Linked DNA regions of Salmo salar: region 1 is linked to region 2. The links are chromatin contacts, called in public Hi-C maps. All regions are on one chromosome and are shown on one strand. The core of a region is the stretch at or near the end of the contact, and the rest is flanking DNA. Distances in the headings are between cores, read along the strand shown.

Evidence for each region. A called contact is a pair of places that touch in the nucleus more often than the background predicts.
Region 1: a contact with region 2 is called in a Hi-C map of gill, with 5 times the contacts expected there. The contact joins the promoter of LOC106562059 here to the promoter of LOC106562058 in region 2. A contact is called at or near these places in 2 of 3 Hi-C or Micro-C datasets (gill and muscle).

The regions. Positions count from the first base shown.
Region 1 is chrssa11:14,974,493-14,977,615 of Ssal_v3.1, forward strand. It overlaps LOC106562059 (piezo-type mechanosensitive ion channel component 1), which reads right to left and starts at 1,276. Exons shown (of 50, transcript XM_045689069.1): 1 at 1,198-1,276. The coding sequence starts at 1,207. LOC106562060 (DNA replication factor Cdt1-like) reads left to right here and starts at 1,843. Exons shown (of 9, transcript XM_045690351.1): 1 at 1,843-1,941. The coding sequence starts at 1,843.
Region 2 is chrssa11:14,835,181-14,838,131 of Ssal_v3.1, forward strand. LOC106562058 (cytosolic iron-sulfur assembly component 2B) reads right to left here and starts at 1,610. Exons shown (of 5, transcript XM_014126601.2): 1 at 1,358-1,610; 2 at 1,130-1,209; 3 at 867-992; 4 at 687-732; 5 at 1-399. The coding sequence starts at 1,484. The coding sequence ends at 293.

The DNA.
Region 1 (3,123 bases), core at 26-2,525, 140 kb after region 2:
AACTGTTCATGGTTTTAAAACAGTCTTTTGAACCGAGAAAATAAAGCGGTGCGGTCATTCCACTAGGCAGACAAATGACTTCCAAAAGTAAACTTTTTCAAGTTTCCAGAGTGATGGACTAATGAAATCTATTGCGGTTCTTGTTCTGTAAATCCACAAGACATCTTCACCTCCTCACAATGCGGGGATATAAAATGTAATCTCACGAAATTGTAAACAAAACGAACTACCAGCTCTCCCGTATTGAAACAACTCTCCTCTCTTGCCGCCCCTTGGACTGAATATTCCCTGTAAAGCAATATCTTCCTGGAAAAAGTGATTCACCAGTAGGCCTACTGCAACAGATGAACTGTTCTTTCAGTCGCTGTAAATCCAATTCACTCTCACTGGGTTGGCACTTCCTCTGAATTTTTTCTCTCTCTTCATAACCTAACTAACAATTTTAATGTGTGTTTTCGAAAGCAACCTGTCCACGTGGAAGACTATCCCACAAGCATACCCAATTAATGTACGGTCATTTCGAAAGAAACGAATTCATTGTCAAACTATTCAGCTATTCTATATCATAGTTAACGCATGTTTGAACATCTCTCAATGACAGCACCATCGCCTGCGATTTTCCTACTTGAGCACATCGTCGTTTTGCGTTGACACATGACACTTACAAACTTTAGCCTATGGCAGGAAATTATAGGTGAAATATTGCTATGTGACACTCCTACCCTACCTTAACTGCGTAGTAAAACCAGTAGCCTATGAATTTTGAGATTATACACATAAAACTCGTACTCGGTAATCTTTTGAAGAAGTTTCAAACTACTGTAACCTGCTTGAAATTGATTCTACAATCTTCTAAATAAATATTGTCTGGTAAATCATTAGCGTCATCTAGCGGTACACCAAGCCCAACTCATCACTCTCACACTCACATCAAGAAAACCCTCTTCAAATAATTTCCATAAAAAAAGAGGAAGCAGTCAGATAATCACACTACTTAACTCATAGACATCCAGAATGCATGACCTACAATAATCTCAAATGTACATGGCCAGATAGGAAACCATCACCAACTCAAACTCAAAATATAGAAATAACATAGCATTGACCTACCGTACAATAAAAAGTACACATTTTCACTGCATGCAGATACAAATTATACACGAGGGAAACTAGTAAAAAGAAGAAAAAAGCAACCACCTTTGCACATGAGAACACAGAATCCTACTCATTACTTCACGTTGCCTTCGGCCAGAACGGAGCAACTGGCTCACGCGGTAATGTCTAGATGCGATACAGCTTTTGTCAAATTGATGTAAAAATAAAAATAAATGTTTTTGCATTTTAGCTAACCCTAACTATTTTCCTAACCTTAACCTAAATCTCCTAACCTACTTTAATGCTCCTAACATGCTGCGTAAATGATCCTAAACCTGCTACGAAAAGTCCATTTTGACAAAAGCAGTATCTCTTCTAGACATAAACGGCTCTAATCAAATGCAATCAACGCTAATCAGGAATAAAATCCCATCAATCACACAATCGTTTCTAAACTACCTACCGCACTGTCTTTGACACAGCCTTATCAACAACTGATTCGTTCAAAAGAGTTGATACACTGGCCAATCACTAAACACATCTATTTGAAACGCGGCGGGAGGAGGCTTGGGAAGGTCACGTGTCCATTTCGCGCGAAAGCGTGTTGACGTTCCGGTCATATAGACTTTGATCAGGTCTGCATATATACCTCGGTGGCTCAAGCTGCTGAGTTGGACTTTATTTATAGTTTGGTCATTCGTCTTTCCTGACCAGAAGAGAATTGTGTGGTTCTAGATTGGCATCATTATGGCTCAGGCGCGGGTCACCGATTTTTACGTCCAGAGAAAGAAAGATGCTGGTGGGGCTGCGCATGGTGATGGCAATACAACCCAAGTTGTGGACACTGTAACAAGTCATCCCAGCACAAGATCAACTCGGTCGAAAAGCAAGAATGCGGCATCTACAACAACGGTTATGATAAAGACTTCAAAATCCACATGTTCTGAAAACAGTGTACAAGAGGAGTTTTGGAGGGTTATTGACGAGGCGACTTCGGTCGATAAGGTGGAGAGAGTGTCTGCTGTGCTGGCGAGGACCGACTCGGAAAAACAAACACTTTTCCCCAGCCCTCGAACTCCCAAGAGGACCTCTGCAGATGCTGAGTTCGATATTGGATCAACTGTATTTACAACCACTGCTGACCATATCATCGCAAAGAAGCGTCTTCGGATCGGGGCAAAAAAACATTCTATCGCTGCAGGGACAAGTCCTGGGCGGTTTAAAGTTGTACCGAAGTCTGTCAGGAAGAAATTGATTCTCTTCAAAGACGACGAAAAGGTAATGTTGGCTTAATAATGGCGTATTTTCGTAGGCCGCCATGGGGTCATTTTAATGTTTATATTTTTATAAACTGCGTAAATTAAGGTGGTGTGTGTGTGTGTGTGTGTGTGTGGTAAACACAGGCTTAGATCTCATAACTACGTGTTGTTCTAAGACAATCTTCATCAAAATAACGTCACTTTTAGGTAGGCTAATCAAAACAAGTACAACGGCTTAATAAAGGTCATGTTAACTGACTGATATTATAGTCATAAGCTAGACACAACAGACCTCACAACAATTCATTTTTATTTTCCTAGTTTGGCTACTAGTAGCTAAATAATTTGAAAACATTGAAGGGGGCTGAATATTTACAACTTAACCTTTTTTTTTTTTTTAGGAAACCCACCCTCTGGTTAAAGATGTCCCGCAGGTACCCTATTCACTACCTGTTGATATAGAATCAAAGAATTTAGTCAATCGCAGTGCCAACCATTCTCCAACGGGCAAACCACATGTTCAGGGCAGCTCAAACCCAAAAGAGGGGCACAAGGTACAGTATTGTTAGTGGCTTATGCTTTCACCTCTGCTCTTCGCTGTTATGTCTACACACCTGGCCAAAATTCAATTCTATGGGAGAATGTGTCATTTTATCCTCTCAATTTACTCCTTAGTCATACCATAATGGACAGCATCCTCACATGTTTCAATGACACTGATTTTTAATATATATAGTTTTTTAAATGTTTCTTTCTGCTACATCAGACT
Region 2 (2,951 bases), core at 360-2,859:
AATTTATTGCTTTACCTGTATAATCAAAGGACACAATGCTTCTCTATAATACTGTTAAACTGAAGATGTCAGGAATATAGTGAAGACATACAAAACACACAGTATAGGTATTTCTGCCTGTAGCAGAAATAAATTGGAATTCTGTAAATAAAATAATACAGTGGCAGCATAATTGATACATTTGCCATTTACTCAACATAAACTGAACAACCAGTCCAGTTAGCATGTCAAGAGAGAAACATTAAGCCTAGTCCTGGACTAAGGAGAATTTTCTATTGATCCATCAGGAGGGTCAGCCCGTCCTTGCATTGGATATCAGACACTGGTTGACCACCTCCAGAAGCTGGGAGTTCTCGAGGGCAGCGGCCACTCTCTCTTTGTCTGCCAGCTGTTTATTGACTGGAACAAAGCAAAAGCAAAGGGTTTAGTTAGGGGCAATTCCACGGTAACTGGGTGACGCTGACACTCAGATACTTCACTTTAAGATATACACTACCGTTCAAAAGTTTGGGGTCACTTAGCAATGCCCTTGTTTTCTATGAAAACATTCATGAAATGAGTTGCAAAATGAATATGAAATATAGTCAAGACGTTGACAATGTTATAAATAATGATTTTTAATTGAAATAATAATTGTGTCCTTCCAACTTTGCTTTCGTCAAAACTTCAGAGGTATGTCACTTTACCTGCATCTTCTGAGGCATGCGTCCCAGGAGTGATGTGCACATCAATCTGCGGAGATATGATTAGGCATAGATGGACATGACACACTATGTTAATGTTAAATGTCCAGACAATGAAATCATATTAAAGCTTGCTCTCCTCTAACAGCTCACCAGAAAGCAGACTTCATTTATTTCACCCACCTTAAACCTTTCTGGCAGGGATCGCAGCAGTTTGACTTTGATGGACAGGCCTATGAGAGTTGCCATGCTGCAGTGGGGTATAGTGGGGGTGAACTCCACACCCACTGTGTTCTCTTGGTCATTTACCTATAAAGAAAAATAAAGTTGGTGGTTTTATTAGGCTAACACATTATGGACTATCTGCTGTCCTTAGTAGCTACACAAGTGTGTCTGTGTGTCGAACTTCTAACTGGGGGAAAAGTTGTGAAAGAAGTTTAACTCACGCGCACTCGCACTTGTTCCACGACGTTCAACTCCTCGAGGGACAGTGGGTGTTCAGGATCATTAATGGATCTGATGAGATGTAGCGTGGGTTAAGGTGAAATCTGATAACACAATGTTGAGAAATTAGCTTTCTTATTAAAGAATTAAGCATCATATGCAAAGTTAATTAGTATGACATTGAAAGCTCAAGGGATGTATCCTTTAAGCTAGCTACACAGAAAGGATATCAAATATTTCTCTGTCGTCGATGGGATCAGCAACATCTTCGTCCTCGTCATTTGCGGTCTGAAGTCTCTCGCCTGTTCGTTGAAAAATCAAGGGATTCGCGTTCTCTAAAAGGGTCCCTCCTGACATTTGTGATGTTGAAATGAAAGAAATACGTATATTTGTTTGTGCTATCGTTTTTTTACTCTGAACCACGGGACTGAACGATCCACTTCCGGAAACTGTAGACGTCAAAACGTACGCAGGCGCAGCGCAGCGATTTAGTGTTATGTTGGATTTCCAGATGTATCCGGCAGGTGGCAGCATACTCATCTTAAATTCTGCAATGTGACTGTGAACTACAATGTTAATGTACAATTGAACTACAATGTTAATATATAATGGAAATGCTACACAGAAGCATGACAATAATGATCCAAGTACAAAATATTGTTTATGCAAAAATAAATAATAAATAAAACAGCAATTCATTTAGCCCTCTTACACATGTGAATTGTGAATCCCAGGCAAAACAGCATTTTACCATAGACTCAAATGATAAGCTCTAGCTAATATCTTTAGTAGCAGTATAAGTAACATCTGACGACTTAGAATACATCTGCAATGCACCATTTCAAAGTCAAGCCTAACCCATAATTGTACAATTAATCACCTGTGTCTGTGAGGGTTGCACATTTTGGGGAATATTCAGAGGTGGAAACTTCCCGTTGGAATTAACGGGAATATATGGGAATTAACGGAAATATACGGAAATTAATATTAATACCATTTAAATGTAGATGTTTGTTGCATTGGATATATTTACAATATCATATGGAGGCAGAAACATAAACCTTTTACCTTATAAGTAGACATAATTGCAAATGATTAAATCCTTCCAATAGAAATGTAAAAAACAATTTAGTTACGAATTGAACTTTAATTAAATGAGTTGACATGGGATGATTTCACTGAACAACGAAAGTCTTCTCCCTGGATCTCCTCAATGTCCACCTCTTGAACATCAGACTCTTCACTGTCACTTTCCAACCTGGTTGAGGATGGCTCGTTGTCAGGCTAAAAAAAACTCAAATTTGCCTGGATGGCCACCAATTTTTCAACCCTTGTATTGGTCAGCCTGTTGCGTGCTTTGGGGTGTGTGTTCCCAAACAAGGAACAATTGCGCTCTGAGGCAGCTGATGTTGGTGGGATTTGGAGGATGATGGAAGCAACAGGGGAAAGAGCCTCAGATCCACAAAGTCCCTTCCACCAGGTGGCTGATGTTGGCACGACTGACATACTGCACCTCCATCCCAAAGCCCTTGCTTGGAAGTGTACTTCGCCAGACTGCCAAGAACCTTTCCCTCATCCAGGCCAAGGTGGCGAGACACGGTAGTGATGACACCATAGGGCTTGTTGATCTCTGTACCAGACAGGATGCTCTTGCCAGCGTACTTGGGGTCCAACATCTACGCTGCGACGTGTATGGGCTTCAGGCAGAAGTCTTCATGCTTTTTGATATATTTCAGAAGTGCAGTTTCCTCTGCTTGGAGCAACAGTGAAGTGGGCAGGGCAGTACAGATTTCTTCTCATACATCTGAACATCAGACAGGATGG